Regions from separate parts of the Anas platyrhynchos genome. Here region 1 is linked to region 2. A link is a contact called in public Hi-C data. All regions are on one chromosome and are shown on one strand. The core of a region is the stretch at or near the end of the contact, and the rest is flanking DNA. Distances in the headings are between cores, read along the strand shown.

Region 1 (6,082 bases), core at 1,465-3,964, 160 kb before region 2:
GAGATTTGGCATTTAAGCCACAGAACTTGATATTCTCCTCCAAGATTAACTGAAACTAGTTTACAACTGAAACAGTGTAAACCATCAGCTACAGAAAGATAACAGATCTGTACAAATCACGCTACTAATTCTAACTGTGGAATCTGATCTGTTTAGATGTAGAGCTTAGTGATATGGTTTAGTGGGGACTGTTAGTGTTAGGTCAGAGGTTGGACTCGATGATCTTGAGGTCTCTTCCAACCTAGAAATTCTGTGATTCCGTAATATAAACTGTCACCACAAAGACTAAAGTATGTATTTATTCCACTGATTGTATCTTTAATTGTTTAAAATGGAGGAGCCTGGAATTACACAGTCACATAATTGGAATTAAGGCAAGCAATGCGCAAATATTTATAAAATCAGTGTACAAAGTATGCTGTATATAGCCGCATCAAGTAGAAAACAGATATACAGGCCATAAAAATATAGTCCTCAAGAAGAGGATACTATTAAAGTGCTAACATGAACAAGTAATGCATAGTTCATTACATGCTTTAAAAAAACCCTAGTATTTTATTCCCATGATCGCCAGCGAACGTCATAGAACAAAAGTTAAATCAATACTTTGTCCCGCACTGACGTCCACCACGTGGGTTTGTTTCACCATGTCCTCGGAGGTTGCTGTGATAGAATAGGTGCCAGGAGAAACTTCAATGTAGATGTCTCTGGAAGCTTTCCTGGTCTGTAGGGGTGGGGAGCGGAGAATACACAAATGTCATTAGATATCTTGAATTTCCCATAAAAATAGAAATTTTGAATTTGGGTGAAAATATTTAATCTGCTACATAAACATTAACTTTTTTCAAAGTGCACAGGCAGCACACAGACCAAACTGCAAAATGTTCCTATTAATACAAAAATTAGTGAATGTCAAGGTATTTAATCTATTGATTAAATCAATGGAAATGGAAAATTAGCGATATGGTTTAGTGGAGGACTTGTTAGTGTTAGGTCAGAGGTTGGACTCAATGATCTTGAGGTCTCTTCCAATCTAGACAATTCTGTGATTCTGTGAAATAATCACCATGCTATACTTTCTCCCTCAGAAAACTGAAAGCTGTCAACCTCAACAATTTTGAACATAAACATGGAAGTCATCTATACACCAGGATACTCTCATCAATTTGTGCTGTGGTATAGATTTCCGTGTTTCTCATCTTTTGTGGCTTAGAAGTTCCCCAAATTGATTTGGTGAGGTGTTTGGTTTGGAAAAATCAGGGTTTCTTCTCCTGGGCAAACAGGAGTCTTCAGAAAGACTGTATCAGGGCCAAGCATAACTGGAGAAGCAACTGCTGCACGCATGTGTTGCTTGCCTTTTTTCGGCGTTGGGAATGTGTTGGGAGCACAAATGAGGTGAGAGTGGAGGACTGCTGGATTATTGCTGCTGATGCAAACCGCAACAGCCTAAGATTATTCACAATGTCCTGACGTTTTGTATCAGTCCAAAATATTAAACAGATTTAACCAGTTATGTGCCAGGACGTCATGATCTGGGTTACAATTAATTGTGTAAGGCTCTGTCCATTCTTTTGCCCATCTATACGTGCATTACGATTATTGCTGATTAATCTGTGCCATCACAAGATCTCCACACCTGACTGTAAGTTTTAACCAGCTGGATGCAAAATGCTCGGGAAATGCTGTATCTCGATTTAAAAACAAGGTATTCTGCGAACTTACACGCTGAGGGCGAGTTGTAGCTTGGCTGGATTCTACTGTGGACGCATTTTTCTGGAAAGAAAAAGATGCTGCTTTGTAACGATAACCTCATAGCATGCAAATGTAGCCCCTGAGAGAGGGGTCTGTTACGCTTTCCCCTGCACAAAATGACTGAAATGATTGTAATAGGAATTATTGTGTAGGAATAACCTTTATTTAAAGCAAAGCAGATTCCCACTGACCTCTTCTTTAGAGGGCTTGAACTCTTCTTCCCCTGCTTGTCTGCTGTGGTATCTGCAGATGTGTTTGACTTCGTGCTCGTTGCAGCTCCAGGCCGGCACACACCTGTAGTACTCCTGGACAGCAACGGGAACAGAGAACATCACATGGAGAAGCATCACGGCCATGCTGACAACTTGAGTCTCCTCTCAGGCGAGAGCTGCGTTCGCTAAATGTGCATCAACGTGCAGCTCCCTTCCCTGCAGCTCTGCTGCCACCTGCAGTCCCCGCAGCGCTCCGCAAACTTCCCGCCCCCCGCGCGTTGCCCTGCGCCCCCCCCGCACCTCGCACTCGGCCGCCGCGCGCCGCAGGAGCCCGCCCAGGGACGCGAAGGCCGCGCTGAGGCGCGCCGGGGGCTCCCGCGCCCGCTGCTCCCGCGCCTCCTCTTCCCGCCGCCGCCGCCGCGCCCGCTCCAGCACGGCGCGCGCCATTCCCGCCGTCCGCGCCCCGTCCATGCCGCCGTCACAGTGCGCGCCTGCGCCACGCGGCCCCGCCGCCGCCGCTAGGGGGCGCCGCGGCCACGCCCGCAGCTGAGGTGGGGGGGTGGGGGGGGCGTGGTAAATGGGGAATAAAGGTGAAATTTGGTAAAGGTGGTGGTGTGTCCGAGTGGTTTCATGGCTGGGGCTGAGCGCGCTGCGCAGGGTGCGGGCAAGCAGCGCCGTGCAGGGGGGCGTTTGCCTGAGCGGCGTTTTGGTTCTGTTTCAGTCAGAGCAATGAAGGCGGGCTCGCCTTTCGCTCAAGGAGTGCAAAATCAGACAGAATCAGAGAGAATCAGACAACCACAGACAATTAGGGTTGGAGGAGACCTCCAAGCCACCCGGTCCAAGCCACCCGGTCCAGCCAGCTGCGAGGTTTCGGTGCCTTCCCCCTGTTCTGCAGGGACAGCAGCCGGGCTGGGCGCAGGAAGCTCGCTCTTCCTTCCCTCCCTCCCTCTCTCCCTCCTTCCTTCCTTGCTTCCCTCCTTCCCCGGCTTTATCCTCCTCCTCCTCCTCCTCCTCCTCCCCTCGGCCGCTGTGCGGTGGGAGCGGGTCTCTTTGTTGGCCGCCTGCTTCCCATTAATCTGCCCGTCCCCACTTCCTGCCTGCGCATACTTCTCTCTCTCCCCCCCTCCATCCCCATCTCGCTCCCTTCCCTCCTCCTCCTCCTCCTCCTCCTCCTCCTCAGCCCGCTCCGAGCCGCCGCCCGGGCTGAGGGAGCGCCCCGCTGCGCGCCTGGTAAGAGCCGGGGGGAGCCGGGGGGGGGGCTGGGGACACGGCCCCCGGCGGGCAGGGCTCCGGTCTGAAGGGAGAAGGGGCAGCCGCGGGGCTGTGAGAGGCTGAAGGGAGCGGGAGGAGCCGCCTGGGCTCCCGTGCAAGGCTGCGGGGTCCCCGGGGCAGCTCCAGGCGAGGAGCCGGGGGAGCTGCTTCAGCAGGGCGCTGGGTGGGTAAAGCCACAAGGACGGTCCTGGCTGGCACCCGGCGTTTGTTACCCTCTCGTTTCACTGTAGCACTGATTTGGGGTGATGGGTTTTCCTTCTCAGTGTCCTTAACGTCATTCAGGTGGTCTTTAACTTCAGCCAGGCGCTGCACAATCCAGCACAGGCCACCTGGAGTGACCAAAACTTTTGGGAAACAAGGGGTGAAATTGTTGCCGTCTGATCTCTGCTGGTGCGGAGTAGGGTGGGTTGGAGTGGGGTTAAGCAGCCTTTAGGACTGGGTGGTGTTTTGGTGATTTGTGATTGATACGTGTTCAGTAGGTGAAAAAAGCCCATACAGTGCGTGGATAAGTTAACAAAGCAAAAGGAGGTGTGAGTATCTTACATTTAAGATCAGATCTGAGAAAATCATGCGTGTTCAGGAATGTCAAAATTTCACGTTAATTTTTGTGACTGGGTTATGCAGGTGGCAAAATAGAAACCTGTTACCGGCCTGACAGGTGAGAAGAAGATCTGTGCCTTTGGGCATTTGTTTTCCTCCGGCTCTAAGACCAGTTGTTCCAAGCAAAACCAACACCTTTAAGCAGTTATGATTACTTTAGCAAGATACCTAAGCATGTAGCCAAGCACATGCTTTTAGGACCAGTGGCAGTCTGTGCACTCCTGGGAGTCACCAGACTGATGGGGAGCTGCCATCTTCCTTCTGCAGTGGCCCTGGTTTCCCCTGAGCGGGTGGTGAAGCTCCTTGGGGTAGGGGTGATGGTATGGGTGGTACTGCGGGACTGGCAAACTCCCACCTGCACCTCGTGTGCAGAAAGAGGGGAATCCTGCTTGGCTTGGCGTCCTTCTGCTCTCCTCGGGGTGATGAACTTCCCCTCAGCTTGCTCGGCACAGCCACTGCCTCTCCCAGTGCTGGGAAGGAGAAGCACCTCCTGTCCTTTCTGATCCTGCGTTTTTGTGCCGCGGCTGCCAGAAACCCTTGCAGTTTCCCTGTAGGCAACTGACTTTTAACATATACTGCAGCATCTAAAGGAGCGCGTGACCCCTTGTTATTGGTGACCCTGCAAGCCATTGTGTAATCTGTTGACTGTAATGTACCATGGCAATTCATTCTTGGTTGGGAAGCCTTGCCAAGGGCTTGATGGAATAGCACGATTTTATCCACTTTATTGTTTTCATTGTGTTTCATAAACATCTAAGACCCTCTGGGAAGAATCACTGGGGCGGCTGGGCCTCCTTTTTTTAATTGCTGGTTAAATAAATGTGGCCAGTTTAAAAAAAAAAAAAAAATAAAAAAAAAAATAGTGGTATGCAGGATCTCAGAATGCCTGGAACTGCTAAACATTCATGTTTAGGAAGCAGGACTATTTTTAGTGTAGGGGCATTTAAAGAAATGATACTAGCCCCTTGTGGAGAGGTCACTGCTAAGTGCGCTGGAGAGCCTGCTTTTAACTGGAGAGCAAAACCAAGTTTCCCACAGCTGAATAAAGTTAGAGACCCAGATCTGTACTTTTCCCACTTAGCTGAAGAGAGAGAGGATGGGCTTCTTGTGAGTGTACAGCAGTGGGAGTGAGGAGGCATGAATCCTTACCTCACACATGCAAAAAAAATAAATAAAAAATCCTGGTCGTGGGGACGTGCTTAGCTTTCTGATTCTTCCCAACCCATGTTTGCAGAAGAGACGTGGGACTGAAAGGCATTTAGTGCTTTCTGAGAAGGGCTAGGATCTGGCAGCAGCATGTACCCCTTGGGATCTGCGTCTGGGGGAGGGCACAGCTCTCCTGAACGCCTCCCTGGCTGCCACCCTCACCTAGAGCTGAAAGAATTGGGGTGAAAGAAGTCTGTAGAAGTATGATGGTTTAAGAGAACGTGGCTTAGGTCAAAGCTACCACTGTGTGCTGGCCCCACCGTGTCGTGAGTGACCTCATATAATGGAACCAAAATCTGGACTGATCAGACTTCAAAATGTATCAAATGATAGCTGAGTCAAATCAAGTTTTGGTCCAAACTTTGTTGATTTCTCATTTAACATTAGGTCAGTTTAGGTTATGAATTACTATTCTACTGTGCTGCTATACTAGTCTACTTTTTTTTTTTTATGCTGAATGCCATGTGTGTAAGTTTTGTCTCCATGCTGTAAAGCGCATGCAACTGCTGCTTTTCGCATTTTTTGCCTGCAGTTGGGATTTAGTTGGCAGTGTGGATAGAGGCAAGTTTGGGGAACTGAATCCAAATATTTACATTCTCAATTTGGCCTAGGCCTTCTGCTTGTAAACACTCATAGTCACATTGAACTTTGGTGAGGTTATAAGTGGCTGTAGCAGGCCTTGGGGAGTCACACCCTACAAGACCTGAGATTCCCGCTTCTGGGAAGGGTTTCGGATGTATTTTTTGGGTATATGCGTCTCAGCTTGAGAGTTAGTATTTCTCGCTCTTTCCCCTAATCTGACTGCAAAATCTTGTTGTGTATTTTTATTTTATTATTTTTTTCCCCACATGGAAATGTTTTATGCTAGTGAGATACATCAAACTCAACATGTCATGGAAGAGCAGGCAGGACTGCCCCAAAGGGGCAGCACAGACTCCGTCAGTCCTTGTCTACTGGGCTGCTGTTGAACTCTGCCCTCCACGGTCACCATTTCCCCAGTCCTCGCTTTTTAGGTGGGCTCAAATAAGGTTAGATTTGAA
Region 2 (5,669 bases), core at 3,147-5,646:
AATCTCTGCACACATGGAATGGGGCTGATGACATCAACGCACAGCAATACATTATCAGCAGTCTGTTTTGGTTTCTTTGCAACTGACATGCACATGAGCACTTTTAAGCCTTTACTCAGAAAGAGTTCTGCAGTTAACTTGGCCCTGGTTCAATCCAGATAACTATGCATGTTTAGAAGCGTGTCTGAATTCAGCGTTGCTGTTGACTCTTGATATATTCAGGGGAGGGATGCAGGTACCTCCAGGGGATGGTTTCTGTACCAGAGGGGCGGCTGAATTGCCTTGGAAGGTTCATATTTCCCACCAACAATTGTAAAAAGAGCCCAGGGCGAATTTAACTGACTGTGGTTAAATGGTATGCAATGGGCCTCTATTCAGTTTTTGAAATGTATTTCTACTCATCTTTGCTTTATGTATGTAAAATTATTTTAACATCTCAGATGTGATGAAAACCTAAATTCTATAACACACCCTTTTTGATCTGATTGGGTATAGGTTCATTATCCCCAGAGCAAACATTTTAATTCGCAGTCATACAGAAGTTTGTTAAGAAAACACTTATTCAGATTTAAAGTAAGAGGTATAATTTTGATGAGGCACCCACTTAATTTTTAATTTCCTGAACTGTCTCATGAGGATTTGTATTTCTTCTTGATTTTTGGTTACACAACGCCAGTTTTGTAGGCTGGCAGTCTTGATTATAAAGCTGTTACATTTTTCCCTATCTGACACATATCCATGGCCGCAAAGGATTTGGTACAACTCCTTTCAGTTATTAGCATCAGTAAACTGCTAGATGACAGTACCTGGCTCGGGGGGGGGGTGACAAAAAAACCTGACAGATCTGGGAGCAGCTGATTTTGGTGTCTTACTGCTGCCTTGTTTTGCAGAATGTAACACCCTGAATGGATTAGTGTCTGAGGTTTTTATCCGATTCTTTGTGGAGACCATTGGCCATTATTCCCTGTTCCTAACCCAGAATGAAAAAGGAGAGCGTGTCTTCCAAAGGGAGGCTTTCCGTAAATCTGTGGCCTCTAAGAGTATCCGGCGCTTCTTGGAAGTGTTCATGGAATCCCAAATGTTTGCTGGTTTCATCCAGGACAGAGAGCTGAGAAAATGCAGGGCAAAAGGTAAGGGCAATGTCCTTTGCTGCGATACAGATCGTGCACGTTTCACGCTGATCCAACAGTTTGCATCTGCATTTGCTGTCGGAGCCTAGCAAATTCTGGGTAGCTGAGAAGCCTCCAGAAGTGTGTTACCTGCCTCTCACGGGGCTAAATAGTAGCGACCGCGCAAAGGCTTTAACCAGGAGAATCCACGGCTGAGCACCTTAAATCACTCAGAGGCAAACCTGCTCGAGCCACAGCAGTGCTGCTGCCATGGAGCTGCGCGGGCGACGAGCAGCAGGGGGATGCGGGAGGATGCGGGGGGATGCGGGTTGTGCTGCCCCACGCTCTGCCCAGCCCCATCTTCCCCCCTGTCCCACAGGTCTCTTCGAGCAGAGGGTTGAGCAGTATTTGGAAGAGCTGCCAGACACCGAGCAAAGCGGAGTAAACAAGTTTCTGCGAGGCCTCGGTGAGGACAATCTTTACCGGTGTTTCTGAAAGGGGTTTGCATGTCTGGTGGTGGTGGTTGTTTAAATCCAAAAGAGCCTTGCCTGGGGTGAAATGAGATGATCAACTGGTGGTTTTGGTGATAGGAAGTATCAAAAGGAAAAAGTGAAAACGTACTTAAACCTGACAAAAAGCAGATTTAATTATGATCTCTGTGAACGTCTTCATTTGGGGAGAAAAAGCATAGAAAACATAATTGCATAATTGAGGAGGAAGAAAAAATAAGAAGGTTGGCTGCCGAAGACTGCCAGTTGGCTGTCTCTGCCGGTATAAAGTAAAAGAGTCACTATAGCAACTACAGTATAAATCAGACCCATTTGTTATGGGATTTTTGATTGCACTTGGCTTTTTCAGTTTATTCTAGTGCCTGATGGTGTGTTTTCTTTAGGAAATAAAATGAAGTTCCTTCACAAGAAGAATTAAACCCTTTCTGCTGAAACATCATCCCAAAGACTATTTATGACACTGTCCTCGAGTCCCCTGCAACTCCAAATTTTGATGTGGGAGGAGAATGAAAAAAGCTGACCTCAGCTTTGAGTGACTACCGATACTGTTACAGTGTGTCAGACGATGACTCCTTTATGTATTTGGATGGAATTTGTAAATAATGTGCTGTAAGCTTTTGTAACTGATTTTGTAATGAGCAAGAAAAACTGTGGTAAATATTTGTATATTCCTGAGAATAACAGGTGCTTTTTTTTCTTTAGTATGAAATGAGTTATGCTTGGTGCAAAAATGAATAGCTGATTATGTGCAGCTGACTGTCTCAGCAGAACCACTGACTTCAGGGAATGTTTGTGAGAACTACACTGATGCCTGAGTACTGCGGTAATGAATGAGCTCTGGGGTACGTGGGAGAGGTTGTATGCGCGGGGGCTGTTTTCATGTGGCAGAGTTGGTATTTTTTTTCCTGATTTTTCTTCTAATTAATTTTAAAAGAAAGAAATAACAAAGTGACTTGATAATGAGGTACTTGGTTCACAATACAAAACTTCCACTCCGTTTGAACTCTGGTCAGTAAACTACTTGTAATCCATTCTGCACTAAGACTGCTAACCGTGAGGAGATCTCCGTTCTTTGACATGCAAGCTGCAACGAATAGGTACAGTTCATCCTTTCCTAATGTATGTATGTATGGTTCCTAATAAACTATGTAAATACACCTGTTTGTTTATATTCTTTGCAAACCTCTGCAGACTTCTGATTTTGAGTGGGTACAAAAACCAAAGAAACTTGTGAACGTGAATTTGCAATTAAAATACAAAAACAAAAACAAAAACAAAAAACAAAACAACAAAGAAACAAGGTTATTATGAAACTGCCTTTCAGTAGGTTTACTATTTCATGATACAACTTGGTTTTCCTTCTACTTAACACTTTTTATTAGAGCTGAGACATGGCATTTTATACCACCATTTTGTTAATTTTATCCTAACAGAAGCATCTCTTAAAACATTTTTCCTTTTTTCTTCTTCACACGGGTTAGCAGCAAATTTTGTATCATAGATAATTGATCCTGAACTGTGATATTTTCACATTGTTTTTATGCTACATACGTTTTTACATTTAATTTGGTTAAATGATCCAAGTAGAATAGGAAGAGCTTGTCGCAGGCAAATATTTTGCTTAAATTTCTGATGAGCTAATCAGCTGCAGTCTATGACAATCTGCTTTTCTTTTGCATTAACTGCGGTCTGGTTCAGGTGGTGCTTGCATGGTGGTGAATGCTCTTCAGCAGGGCAGGAATGATTAGCTTGCCATGGCCCTCTGCACAGCAGCAAGCGCTACCCAAGTACCACATTCATCTTTAATCTGGTAACGTAAATGCTGCTAAGAGATTCTATTAGCTTTTCCTTAGCCCGAAGAAGAAAATAGAAAATACATGAATATTCTTTCAAGTCTGATGACTAATGAAAATGACCTAGAGCTTTCTTTTTTAAAGAAAAAAGAGCACTGTATTTTTCTTCTTTGCAGCGTGACTTCTTCGTGTAGTTGAACTGGCATTGAGGCTTGCGCAATTCCTAACCTGGCAGTGGTTCTGGTTTGCTATCAGCCTCATAGAACAAAATTGAGGGTTTTTTCACTAAAAAGGTGAAGTCATTTCCTTTTTACCTTACCTCCCTCACACTCGAGTATATACCAAAGCTTAAGTGTACATGAAAAGAAGCATCTGTAGAATATAGAATATCAAGCGCTTCTGATCAATTGAAATGTAATCACAATTTACATTAAACATCTAGCATTTGTGTAATCACAAATGTTAATTTCTACAGGTTTTATGCTGTAATATGTTATAAGTTACGGAATGACTCCCAGATGTAGTTCTTCAAAGCAGAAGCAATAGCCTTCACTTGTACAGGTGGATGCTGGCTGTTTCATAAACAACAGTAAATACATGTGTAAATACATGTTCCTTTTGAGAAAATGATTGATAAAACGCCATCGTTGGCTGATGGTAGTGTTGACATGAAAAGAGTTGTTAGGAATGAGAGCGAGACACAGGATGCACGCGTTCAGAGAATGCGGTGTGGAGAACACATCTCCCACACAGAGGCTGTTTTCCTCCATCTGCACTGTAAAAACCTCCGCAGGGAGCTGTTGAGCGACAAGTTGCCTAACATCTTTTGGTGCAGGATTTATTGAAATAAACAACCACGCGGGGAACAATGGCTCCCAGTCGCCCAGGAACCGTCACTTTGGCGTTTCGGGGCACTGCGCTTAGCGCCCCCCCCCGAGCCTCCCCCACATCCCCTCAGGAAGAGGCGGGAAGGAGGAGCCTCAGCGAAGTCTCGCGAGAGTTCCCCGCGGGCGGCGGTGCCTTCCCCCGCTCTCGCGATCGCAGCCGCCTTTCGGTTCCGTGAGGCGCGGCGGCAGCATGGTGGGTGCGGGACGGGCCGGGACCGGGCCAGGACCGGGGGTGGCGGCGGCGGCGATGGGCGCTCCTCCAGCCCCGCGGCCGGCTCGGGGCGCTGAGGGCGGCTCGGAGCGGCCGCTGGGGCCTCGCCGGGCGCTGCGGGCCGTGGGGCGCGGAGGAGCGGTGGCGCCGTGGGGGGGTTGGGGGGGGGCCGTGTGGCGCCGCGCTCACCTCTGCCGTTTGCCCGCAGCCTTCCCGGCTGAGGAAGACGAGGAAGCTGCGGGGACACGTCAGCCACGGGCACGGCCGCATCGGTAAGCGGGGGGCCGGGTGCGGGGCCTGCACGGGCCTGGCGAGCAGCCCTGAGGGCTGCGGGGGGGGCTGCACCGCGGGGGGTGCCCCAAATGCTGCTCTAAAATGTTGCCCGTCCCTTTCGGACGGGGTTTGTGAGTTACCTCGGGTAGTATTTGGGCGGTAGGTGCCGTCTGAGAACGTGGCTGGGCGACATTTTGAGCTTGCAGGCGGATGCTGTGCCGCTTTAAACTCCGGCCCTTCCTGCCTGTGCTTGTCAGCTCGCTTGTGCTACCACTGGTGTCTTCTCATATTTACATGTGCTAAAGGCAGTTTTTTTTTAATTCTTCTCGTCTAGGGTTAGTCTTTAGTTGGCTTAGCTCGCTGAATTGATATAAATGCAGAAGGATAGGATTGCTATCGTCAGATTAATTAGCTTAAGTTGACTCTGCGTTCCTAAGATCAAGTATTACATGTGATATTCTCAGTCTAACCAACTTTGTTCTTCTTTTTAGGCAAACACAGGAAACATCCTGGAGGCCGTGGTAATGCTGGTGGTATGCACCATCACAGGATTAACTTTGATAAATAGTAAGCTAACATTTTAAATACGTGCTAGCAAAGTGTATGTTGCTGAAGCAGAAACAACTAAATTTTATGTGAACCATCAAAATTCCCTACAATCCCATGTATCTTTTTCTCTAACATGAAAGCTTAATAGCTAAAATCAACTTGTGTCCCCATTTTCTCTAAGCTTAGGGGCCTTTTTTTCTCAAGCCAAGCATCTTTGAGAGATCAGTGCAGTAAACTTGACCAAGCTTGCCAGTTACACCGTTGTCCATACTAACAGATGTGCCCACAAAATGTTAGGGAAATCTGAAGCGTTGTATAAATCAAAACTACGTTCTACT

What was found. A called contact is a pair of places that touch in the nucleus more often than the background predicts.
Region 1: a contact with region 2 is called in a Hi-C map of skeletal muscle, with 2.8 times the contacts expected there. The contact joins the promoter of DENND2B here to the promoter of RPL27A in region 2. A contact is called at or near these places in 2 of 8 Hi-C or Micro-C datasets (skeletal muscle and subcutaneous adipose tissue).

Annotation. Positions count from the first base shown.
Region 1 is chr5:62,870,056-62,876,137 of IASCAAS_PekinDuck_T2T, reverse strand. It overlaps DENND2B (DENN domain containing 2B), which reads left to right and starts at 2,714. Exons shown (of 21, transcript XM_038180497.2): 1 at 2,714-3,194. It overlaps AKIP1 (A-kinase interacting protein 1), which reads right to left and starts at 2,499. Exons shown (of 4, transcript XM_038180502.2): 1 at 2,265-2,499; 2 at 1,944-2,057; 3 at 1,723-1,773; 4 at 294-724. The coding sequence starts at 2,435. The coding sequence ends at 581.
Region 2 is chr5:62,715,449-62,721,117 of IASCAAS_PekinDuck_T2T, reverse strand. It overlaps RPL27A (ribosomal protein L27a), which reads left to right and starts at 4,396. Exons shown (of 5, transcript XM_027461914.3): 1 at 4,396-4,491; 2 at 4,718-4,781; 3 at 5,274-5,349. The coding sequence starts at 4,489. It overlaps DENND2B (DENN domain containing 2B), which reads left to right. Exons shown (of 21, transcript XM_038180497.2): 19 at 891-1,130; 20 at 1,489-1,575; 21 at 2,002-2,775. The coding sequence ends at 2,036.